2 separate regions of the Sus scrofa genome follow, and region 1 is linked to region 2. The links are chromatin contacts, called in public promoter capture Hi-C maps. All regions are on one chromosome and are shown on one strand. The core of a region is the stretch at or near the end of the contact, and the rest is flanking DNA. Distances in the headings are between cores, read along the strand shown. Region 1 holds the start of LGALS1 (galectin 1). Region 2 holds the start of LOC100510904 (histone H1.0).

Region 1 (4,534 bases), core at 811-3,310, 110 kb after region 2:
ATAATGATAATACATTTGCTGAGCGGAGGTAAGGCAACGCCTACCTCTGAGGGTTTGGTAAGGAATGAAATGCCCGGAGCGTATGAAGTGCGCGGCTCTTTCTACCGTCTGCTGGTCCTCATCTTCACTGAGGATCCAGCATCTCACCTCCACTGAAACACCTCCCGCCTCCATTAGCTGATTAGTACACGAGGCTCAGGGCGGTTGGTGGACTGGTCCGAGGCTGCGGAGAAGTAGGCCCGCTGGCCGACCGAGCGATGAGTTAAGGAGCCAAGGAGTGCGAGGCGCAGAGCGAAGAGCGCAGAAAAGACCGCCGAGCGAAGGCAGCGGCGGTGACACCTTTTCAGTCCCTCTCCCCGCCCACAGCAGGGAGGAGGGGAAGGCCGGCCGAGGCAATGACGAAGCCGCAGCTGGTTTAGTTTGAGAGGGGCGACCGTGGTAGGGGCGTCCAGACCCCGCGGGAGAAGTGACTCACCCAGAAGACGCAGCCTCAGCGGCTGCAGACACTAACCCCGCCCCGCTGGGGGGAGGAGCCAGGCCGGCCACGCCCCCTGCCAGCGCCGGGCGGGACCCTGGCGCTGGAGCCCCCGCCCCTACCGCCCGCAGCCCTCGCGTCGCCCCCTCACCTCTTGGCGTCCGGAGCCACCTCACCCCGCACTTTGAGGCACTCTCCCGGTTTGAGATTCAGGTTGCTGGCGACCAGACCCTGCGCAGACAAAACCCCACCCTCGGGGTTAGAGGACGCAGTGGGGAGAAAGGGCGTGGGTGGGGTGGGGTCGTCCCCACTCTGGATGCTCTGACCAGGTCGACCTGAAGCCTGGGGACCCTGGCTGCAAGTTCGAGATTCTCCTTCTCCGTGTGGTCCTGGCAACTCCCCACTCTCAACCATTAAGTTTTTTCTGTGTAACATGACTGAGGTTTCAGAAGACAGGATCTAGAAGTTTCTGCGGCTCAGCCTGGGATTTTAGATGCAGAGTGGCCTGGGAGGTGGGGTGCTATGCGCCATCACCCCATTGAATAGATGGAGAGAGCCAGGCGCCGAATGGGTCACATTGCGAGTTGGGGACCAAGAAGGTGAGTCTGCCCCTCTTCTGGAGAGGAGGAGACCTGGGCCGCCCCCCACCACGCCCTTCGTCCCCCACCACGCCCTTCGGGCGCCTCTGTGCAGAGAGGCGCAAAGGCTGGAGAGGCGACTCCCCTAAGGAGCACAGCCAGGCCCCTCTAAGAAGGGAGAGTAGCCTAGGGCTGGAGTCTGAAGCCTGGCTGGCTCAGGGTTAACGAGATCAAGCCTACAACTTAACTGGTGTGAGTGGTTCCTTCAGCCAGAAACGTAACCCCTCCCCCCCCGGGGGGGCCTGGAGAACATTCTTGCTTCCTTCCCACTCTTTTATCACACACACCCACCTCCTAGCTTGGGGGAAATGGGTGGTGGGGAATTCCCCCAGCCCCCACCTGACCTGCGGGGACAGACCCACCCTCCCCCGGCTAACCCAGGCAAGCTCCCTCTGGGCAGCCTGGCTCAGGTCCTGGCGACTTTTCAGAGCTCTCTGGAGCAGAGGGTGACTCTGCCCTGGCCCAGTGGCTGGGGACAGCTGCAGGGGGGAGGGGACAGGAGGCTCTCTGGGGTGTAAGAGGGGGAAGGGACAGTGGCCTGGGCGCCATCAAAATACACCAGCCCCCATCTCCAGCCGGCCACACCCTTCCCACTCCCACTTCTCAGATTACTGCGGGATGTCAGAAATGGGCAGAAATACTGTGCTGTCAGACCCTGGAGGAATCCAGAAAATTCTTAAGCCAGAGAAGACTTCGGGAGACCATAGCGCCCACCCCCATTTCACAGACGCGGCCACTGAGGCCCAGAAAAGAGAAGACACTTTGTTCAAGGCCACGCCCTAGGAACTAGAACCCAGATCCTGATCTGCCTTCACTCTGCCCCGGCTGTCTGCCCCACGCCATCCCTGGGCCTTGGGGTGGGGTCCCCATACTCACACAAGCCATGACTGAGGAGACAAGGATGTTCCTACAACTGCAGCACCAGCTGTCCGAAGACTCTACCGGAGAGAAGGGCCGCCGGCCTCTCCCACCCTTTTAACTGGACCAGACCCCGGTGAGTCCCGCCCCCTGGGGGCTCAGCCAATTGTAAGTCAGGACAGGGATGGGGGCCACGGGGAGGTGGAGTCAATGGAATTTTGAAGCCTGTTCTGGAGCAGAGGTGACCAATCAGAGTGGAGACCCCCCCCCAATTCCTTCCCAGCCACTCCCCCAGGATCAAGACTCCACCTCCCATTTTGCTTCATCCTTCCCTACCCGCACCCCCGCCAAATTGTGCTGTGGCAGGGATTGGGGGAAACCAGTGGAAAATAGTTTGAGGATGAGCTAGACCCAAGCGTTGGTGGGAAGAGAGCCAGGGGCAGCTGCCTGAGTTCAGGGGGTACTAAGAGAAGGTGGCCGAGGGGGTGCAGGGTCCTTCAAAGAATTAGTTCTGGGGTTTGCAAGGCTGCTCCCTGGAAGGAGCCAGGGCGTGGCCGGCTGTTGGGGGGGGCAATCTCTGCGGAGGGCCCAGAACCATTAACCACAGAGCCCCGGCCCCGCCCGGGCCTCCCCCGGAAGCAGGGATTACTGCTGCTGCTCGTGCTCCTCACAAGGGCTAAAGAAAGACTGGGCTGGTGCCAGGCCTGAGGCTGCCGCCCAGGCTCAGGGCTCAGACCTCAGGCTTGGAGCCTCCCGAGGGGCCTGCAGGGGATCCTCCAGGGGCCTCCGCCTGACAGCTTCTGGCCTCTAAGAGGATAAGCCCTGGGAGGGCCCAGGGTGAGCCAGGCCATGAGGGGTTGGGGTCCCTGGGCTGTGCACCCCCGTCCGCTCTCCTCACATCTCTCCCTCTGACACCAGGCACAGCCTTTCCTTTCTCCATCCAGTCAGCAGATGCTTTACTGATCCCTACTGCTCCTCGGTCCTTGCTCTCAGTGGCCCACCGTTGGGGCAGAATCTCACCATGAACCTGAGAAGTAGCATGACGCTGGTTCTGAGCAAAGTGGTGAGATGCTCCAGAACAGGAAGAAGGTGGGTCTCGAAGGATGGACAATGGAGCAGGGACTGGCATTGCAGCATGGGCCAAAGCTCAGAAATGACAAAGCACACATCTGGGGAACAGTGAGCATGTGGGCATGGCTGGAGTTTAGGGTGTGCTGGGGAAGATGGGGCACGAGGCTGGGAGGCCAACTGGATCATGAAGGGCCTCACTGAAGGACTGGGGCATTGTTTTGTCCCAAGGCACTAGGGAGCCACAGAAGGTTATAGAGAGGGTGAATACTGAGGCCAGATTTAGGCTGCAGGAAAATCGCCATAGCACCAGAGGTGAGGGTGGATCGGAGAGGGACTCACCTCATCCTCAGAAAGCAGGTAGAGAGAGGGGCGTGGGGAGCCCTGGGCAAGGTGGGGGCTTGCTAAAGGAGTTACCCGTGGGGCCTCCTTCTGCATATCACCATCCCCCTTCCGAAATTGCCAGCACTGAACAAGGAGGAAGATGCAGACCAGAAATGACTCACATCTGGAGGGCAGGCCAGCAAATCCACCCTGCCCCGCGCGCCTCCACAGCCCGGCCTTGTCTCCCTCATCTTCCTCCAGGTGGCCGAAGCCCTCGCTGGCACAGGAGGAGAAGGGGGTGCGTGGGCGGAGAGGCAGGCCCAGGGAGGCGGGGGCTCTCACCCCCCCCCCGCCCTCGTGAGCCCCTCATCCCTCCTCCTAGACCAAGCCAGCTGCCTCAGAATCCAACCCCAGCACTTCACGAGTTCCTGCAGAGCCTCCTGAACAACTCGGCTTGGGGAGGGGTGGGTGAGGCCCCGCTCCATTGCCTCTCCTGTGCCTCCCTTCCCAGGCCCACAAACACCCCCTCTGCCTGACCAAGGAGTGGAGGCATTTCAGGAGGAGTCCTGGACCAAGGCCAGAGCTGCCTCAGGCATAGTCTTGGCCAGACGGCCATCGGGGGGCCTGGCCGGCTGTTCCGACCCAGTAGTTGGGCTCTCAGGCCTCAGCGGCTGCTCCTCCATTCCTTCCCCCCCCCCCCCGCAACCAGAAGATGGGCCAGCACCAGAAATGGTTGCAGGTGGACAGGGGGCTGCTTTTCTCTCCTCTGGCATCTGGCCTGCCAGGGGCTGTCAGAGAGATGGAGAGGCATGGTGCCATGGTCTGTCCACCCCTAGAAAAGCCCCTCCGGGAGTCTGGAGCCTCAGGTTCTGGTTCTAGCCCTGCCACACTGTCCCCAGGGCATCCTGGCAAATTGCTTCTCCCTGTTTGCCTCAGTCTCCCCATCTGTGAATTGGGGATGTGCAGCCCTGCTCTCCTGCACAAGGTTAGTACAAGGTGGAGTTCAGGTCTATTCTTTTTTTTGCCTTTTTGTCTTTTTAGGACCACACCTATGGCAGATGGAGGTTCCCAGGCTAGGGGTCGAATTGTACTGTAGCTGCCGACCTGCACCACAGCCATAGTAATGCCAGATCTGGGCCGCATCTGTGACCTACACCACAGCTCACAGCCG
Region 2 (4,443 bases), core at 1,351-3,850:
AAGTGACGGGGCGGAGGAACGCGCGTCCGGGCCTCCAGACCCCCACCCATCCCCTGCCTGCACACTTAGCACTCGGAAGGTTAAGGGGATGCCCTACGGGCGCGGGAGGCAGGCGCCGGGAAGCGGGCTGAAGCACATTCTGTACGCTCTAGCCCCAGGGTTGCCCCGGTTCTGTCGAGCTCTTGGAACCCTCCCCCATTCTCAGGTGCAAACGCCCCCGAGATTTCCCCCACTCCTTGCCCATCCGATTGCTACGCATTCTCCTCCAGGCTTGGAAGTGAAGAAAAACACACTGCACGGGCTTTTTCCTTTTTTTTTTTTTTCAATTTTATTTTAAAGTTTCAAAATTACAAAGACAGCAAATTCTTCCCGGCACAAATAACACTTGTTTAAAAAGTAAAAGGGGGTTGGGATGGTGGGGGGGGGAGGGGAAGGACGCACAATTGCGCGTTTTCCCATTTTATTACAAAAAAGGGAAAGACTGTACAGGTTTTTTCTCCCAGCTCCCGGGTGTGAAACGTTAAGTCCTAGCCCTAGATTGTATATATACATATACACACATACACACAGACCTAGCTCTGTAAAACTACTTAGCAATTCAAAGTCAACTGCAGTATGTCTCACTGTCCACTCCCCGCCCCCCTCCTCCCCCATCTACAACTACTCATAAAAGACTCAGAAGTAAAGAGGTCAGGAGGTTTTTAAGTGGCGGGTGGCAGGGCTGGAGCCCCGGCCGACCACCTGGCAAAGCCATCTCTTGTACAGGAGGAACCAAAAATCAGGCGAAAAGGAAAAAAGGTCCTCCTAGGATGCAATCCGATGGTGTGGAAAAAAACCAAGTTTTAACAGGGCACTCTGAGGCACTTGGCTGACCCACTCCCCACCCTTCCCCCAAAGCTTCCTCTGCTGTTTCACAGGAGACCTTCGGAAGCCACAGAGGTCTCCCAATAGCTAGTCTCCAGCTGATTCTGAGAAGCCACAATTTCTAGGACCAGCTGTCATTTTGACCTCCTCCCCTCACCTAGGACAATAGGGAGGCTACAGGGGCAAAGGAACAGAAGTGAGAAGGAAACTGGATGTGGATGCCCCACTGCTCACCACTGGGAGGTGCAAATCAGCCCAGACAGGGTTTTTTGTTTTTTTTTTTCCCCTGCTCCCTCCTTTGCCGTCCCACTGATGCCACCTCTCTCCTCTCCGCTAACGTTCTGCAACTCACGAGGAGTGTTCAACTTAAAACCTTACCAAGGCTGGGCTCCCTGTCATCTTGCCACAAGCTACCTTGCCCCATTCTCCCCCGACTTTTACCTTCCGAATGAATCAACCATCCAACTGAACAAAACACACAAACCCACCCAAATCCCCCAAACCATAAGTAGATTAATGACAAATTAACAAAACAAAATAGAAGTACATCATTACAGAGATTTGTCGTTGCTGTCCTTGCATGACTGCTTCAAGAGAAATGAATTATTCCCTAATTTCTGAGGAATCCAAATTCTGTCTCTTTATAAAGTCAGACGAGGAAGGGGCAAAGGGTTGCAGATGAGGATCAAGTGAGAAGAAAAAAGTATTTACAGAAAACAGGAGACAGGCAGGAGTGTCCACAAGAAAAGCCTCATTGTCACTTCTTCTTGCCGGCCCTCTTGGCACTGGACTTCGCTTTGGGCTTCACTGGTTTGGCCTTCTTAGGCTTGGATGCCTTGACTGGTTTGGCTTTGACAGTCTTGGGTTTTTTGGCTTTCTTGGGCGTGGCAGCCGGCTTCTTCTTGGCCTTCTTGACCGGGGTTGCTTTGGGCTTCTTGCTTGGGGCTTTGGAGGCAGCCTTCTTGGGCTTGGCCGTCTTCTTTGGCGTGGCCACCTTCTTGACTTCCTTCTTCGTCTTCTTGAAGGCCACTGACCTCTTGGGCTCGTCGCTCTTGGCCAGGCGGAAAGACCCCGAGGCACCCACCCCTTTGGTCTGCTTGAGGACCCCGGTGGTGACCAAGCGCTTGATGGACAACTTGATCTGGGAGTCGGCGTTCTCACCCACCTTGTAGTGGCTCTTGATGTACTTCTGGATGGACTGGCGCGAGGAGCCAGCGCGGTTCTTCTCTGCCTGGATGGCAGCCACGATCATGTCTGAATACTTGGGGTGGTCTGTGGACTTCTTGGAGGCCTTGGCCCGCTTGGGCTTGGCCGCCGGGGTGGACGTGGAGTTCTCGGTCATGGTGGCCTGCCTGGTCCTGTGTTGAAGAAGGCGCCTTCCAAAGGGCCAGCCCTCGTCGGAGGCCGAGGGAAGCCTGATTCGGGATCTGCTCTGGGCGCTCCTGGCTCCCAGGCCAGGCCGGGGGCCGCCTCTCGGACCTGGCTCGGGTCGCGGGGAGGGGGGGCACTCGCTGGGCCGGCTCTGCGTGGCCCGGCCCCGCGGGTCTGTCGGTCGGTCTCAGCGCCCGGCTCTGCCTCCGCCTCCGCCTCCTCTGCCTCCCTTTTCCCAGCTCCGCGTCTGGCGCTCGGGCGGCGCATCCGGGTATTTAGCGGCGGCGGGCGGACCGCGGTGAGGACAGGGCTGCTGGCTGCCTGCTCCGGGCCCGGAATGGCGCCGCGCCGCCGCCATCTGTGTTTCTTCTGCCGAGCAAATCCGACCTTTCCCCCCGGCCCGGGCCTTCCCGCCCCCGCCGCCGCCCAGGGCCGCTGCCTGGCTCCCTGGGCTCCCCCGCCGGGCGTCCCGCCGGCCCGGCCGCCGCCCCCCGCGCCCGCCACGCGCCCCAAACGGCGCCGAGGACCGCCGGCGCGCCGGCACATTTCCCCTTTGCGGGGGGCTGGCTCTGCGGGGCCGGGGCGCCCCGGTGCGGGAAACCCCCCGTAGCAAAGCTCCCCCCTGGGGCTACCGGGGGCCCCGCTCCCGGCCCGCGGCGGGACCCCCCAGCCCGGCGGAGCGGCCGGAAAGCGGCCCCAACTAACACACGCGGCCCCGAGCCGGGCGACTCCCAGCCGGGCCGAGCCGGGACAGGGGGGAGGGGTCGCTCCCCCAGGGTCCGATCACCTCTCGGGGGTCATCCCGCTACCGGGCCCACCCGCACCTCTACCTTCTCTCTGTCCTTGGGGCCCCCAGGCAAACTTTCCCTGGAAGAGTTGGAAGGGCACTTTCAAACTTTGTCCCTGCCCCCTCCTCGGTCTCCTCTCCCCCACCGCGCCCCCTGACCTCTGCGTCGGGGTTCTGTCCTGAAGCCAGACCCCCCGTGCTGCCTGGGTCCCCTGAGGGAGTGACGAAGGGTCTTCCGAGTCACCCCCTCTCCTCAAAGACCCCCCACATCCCCCATATATCCTAGCCGGGAATTCATTTGTAGTCCTTCCTCAGCCCAGGAGTTTGGGGGTGTCATGAGACAGAGTTCGCTGCCCCCCACGCCTAGGGCCCAGCTGGGGGGGTCCAGGCTCCCTCCCAGGGCTCCTTGAAGGCAATGAGGGGGGGCGGTTCACAGTGAAGGAGCTGCCCCGCAGGCTCTAACCAAAGACTGTCTCAGGGGCCCCGGGGATGAGGAGAGGCCCTGAGAGCTTTGGGAGCTTGGGGAAACGGGGCTCCAGGGAGGGAGGTCGAGGAGGGGGTCCTGTTCCTGAGTCCTGACTAATCCTCAGAGAGTGGCAGTTGTTCAGAGAGCTGTGGCCGGGACCACCGCCATTTTGCTGGGAAGATGCAGTGTCTTTGTTACAATGTACACTTCTTCCCCCCCCCACTGCTTGGCAGGTACAGATGAGGAAAACCAGGGGTGCCACGGCTCCTAAGGAGTCTTGGGGGCTCTGAGGGGCTTTAGGGGTCCAGAGGCTAGCAGATAGGACCCCCGAGTTCCTGAGACCCCTCGTCTGCGACGGATGTCCTACTTGCGTGCGGCTCCCCCTTGGCAGGGGTCCTAGGTTGAGATGCCGGGATGCTCAGGCCTGGCTCCCTGAGCCCCTTCTCGCAACAACCTGCTTTTATTTCCTAAGCAGAGGCCCCTCACTCTTCCGCTTAAACAATACCCTGGTAGTGGGGGTTTACAGCAGGTCAAAACACTGAAGGTGGCTCTCTCGGGTTTAGTCCCCCAGAGCTGTTTGCAGACAGCCGCTGTGGAGGAGGGGAGGGGGTCAGGGGTTGGAGGGTTTAGATGGGGGGATTGGAAGGTGTGTGGGGGGCGTGTCTCTTCGGGACTTGCCAGTCTCTGAGACCAGGGACATTAATGGGTTCCCCCCCCACATCAAGGGATGGATTAATCCAGATGATTGGGAAGGGGGAGGGGGAGTCCTGAGACTCGGTATCGGTAGAGGATTCCTCTCCCCCCACCTCACAGCTTATCTCAGTGGCACAGAAGGGCCAGGGTAGTTCAAAAGGTCAACCTTCTCCTTTGGCTGATGTCAATCACCCCGAAGTTTCCAGATTTGAAAACACAACATTCCGGTGGGTTTGTTTGGGTTATTTTCCAAAGACAATTC

The links. Promoter capture Hi-C pulls out the DNA fragments that hold promoters and counts their contacts.
Region 1: a contact with region 2 is called in a promoter capture Hi-C map of fetal liver, with 4 times the contacts expected there. The contact joins the promoter of LGALS1 here to the promoter of LOC100510904 in region 2. A contact is called at or near these places in 3 of 5 promoter capture datasets (fetal liver, fetal skeletal muscle and liver), 19 of 47 Hi-C or Micro-C datasets (blood, brain, embryonic fibroblasts and 12 more) and 2 of 2 datasets of contacts at active chromatin or transcription factors (alveolar macrophages and skeletal muscle).

What each region holds. Positions count from the first base shown.
Region 1 is chr5:10,150,454-10,154,987 of Sscrofa11.1, forward strand. It overlaps LGALS1 (galectin 1), which reads right to left and starts at 2,061. Exons shown (of 4, transcript NM_001001867.1): 1 at 1,990-2,061; 2 at 627-706. The coding sequence starts at 1,998. It overlaps LOC110260647 (a long non-coding RNA gene), which reads left to right and starts at 713. Exons shown (of 2, transcript XR_002343904.1): 1 at 713-1,074; 2 at 1,721-3,630.
Region 2 is chr5:10,038,642-10,043,084 of Sscrofa11.1, forward strand. It overlaps LOC100510904 (histone H1.0), which reads right to left and starts at 2,601. Exons shown (of 1, transcript XM_003126037.4): 1 at 303-2,601. The coding sequence starts at 2,206. The coding sequence ends at 1,622.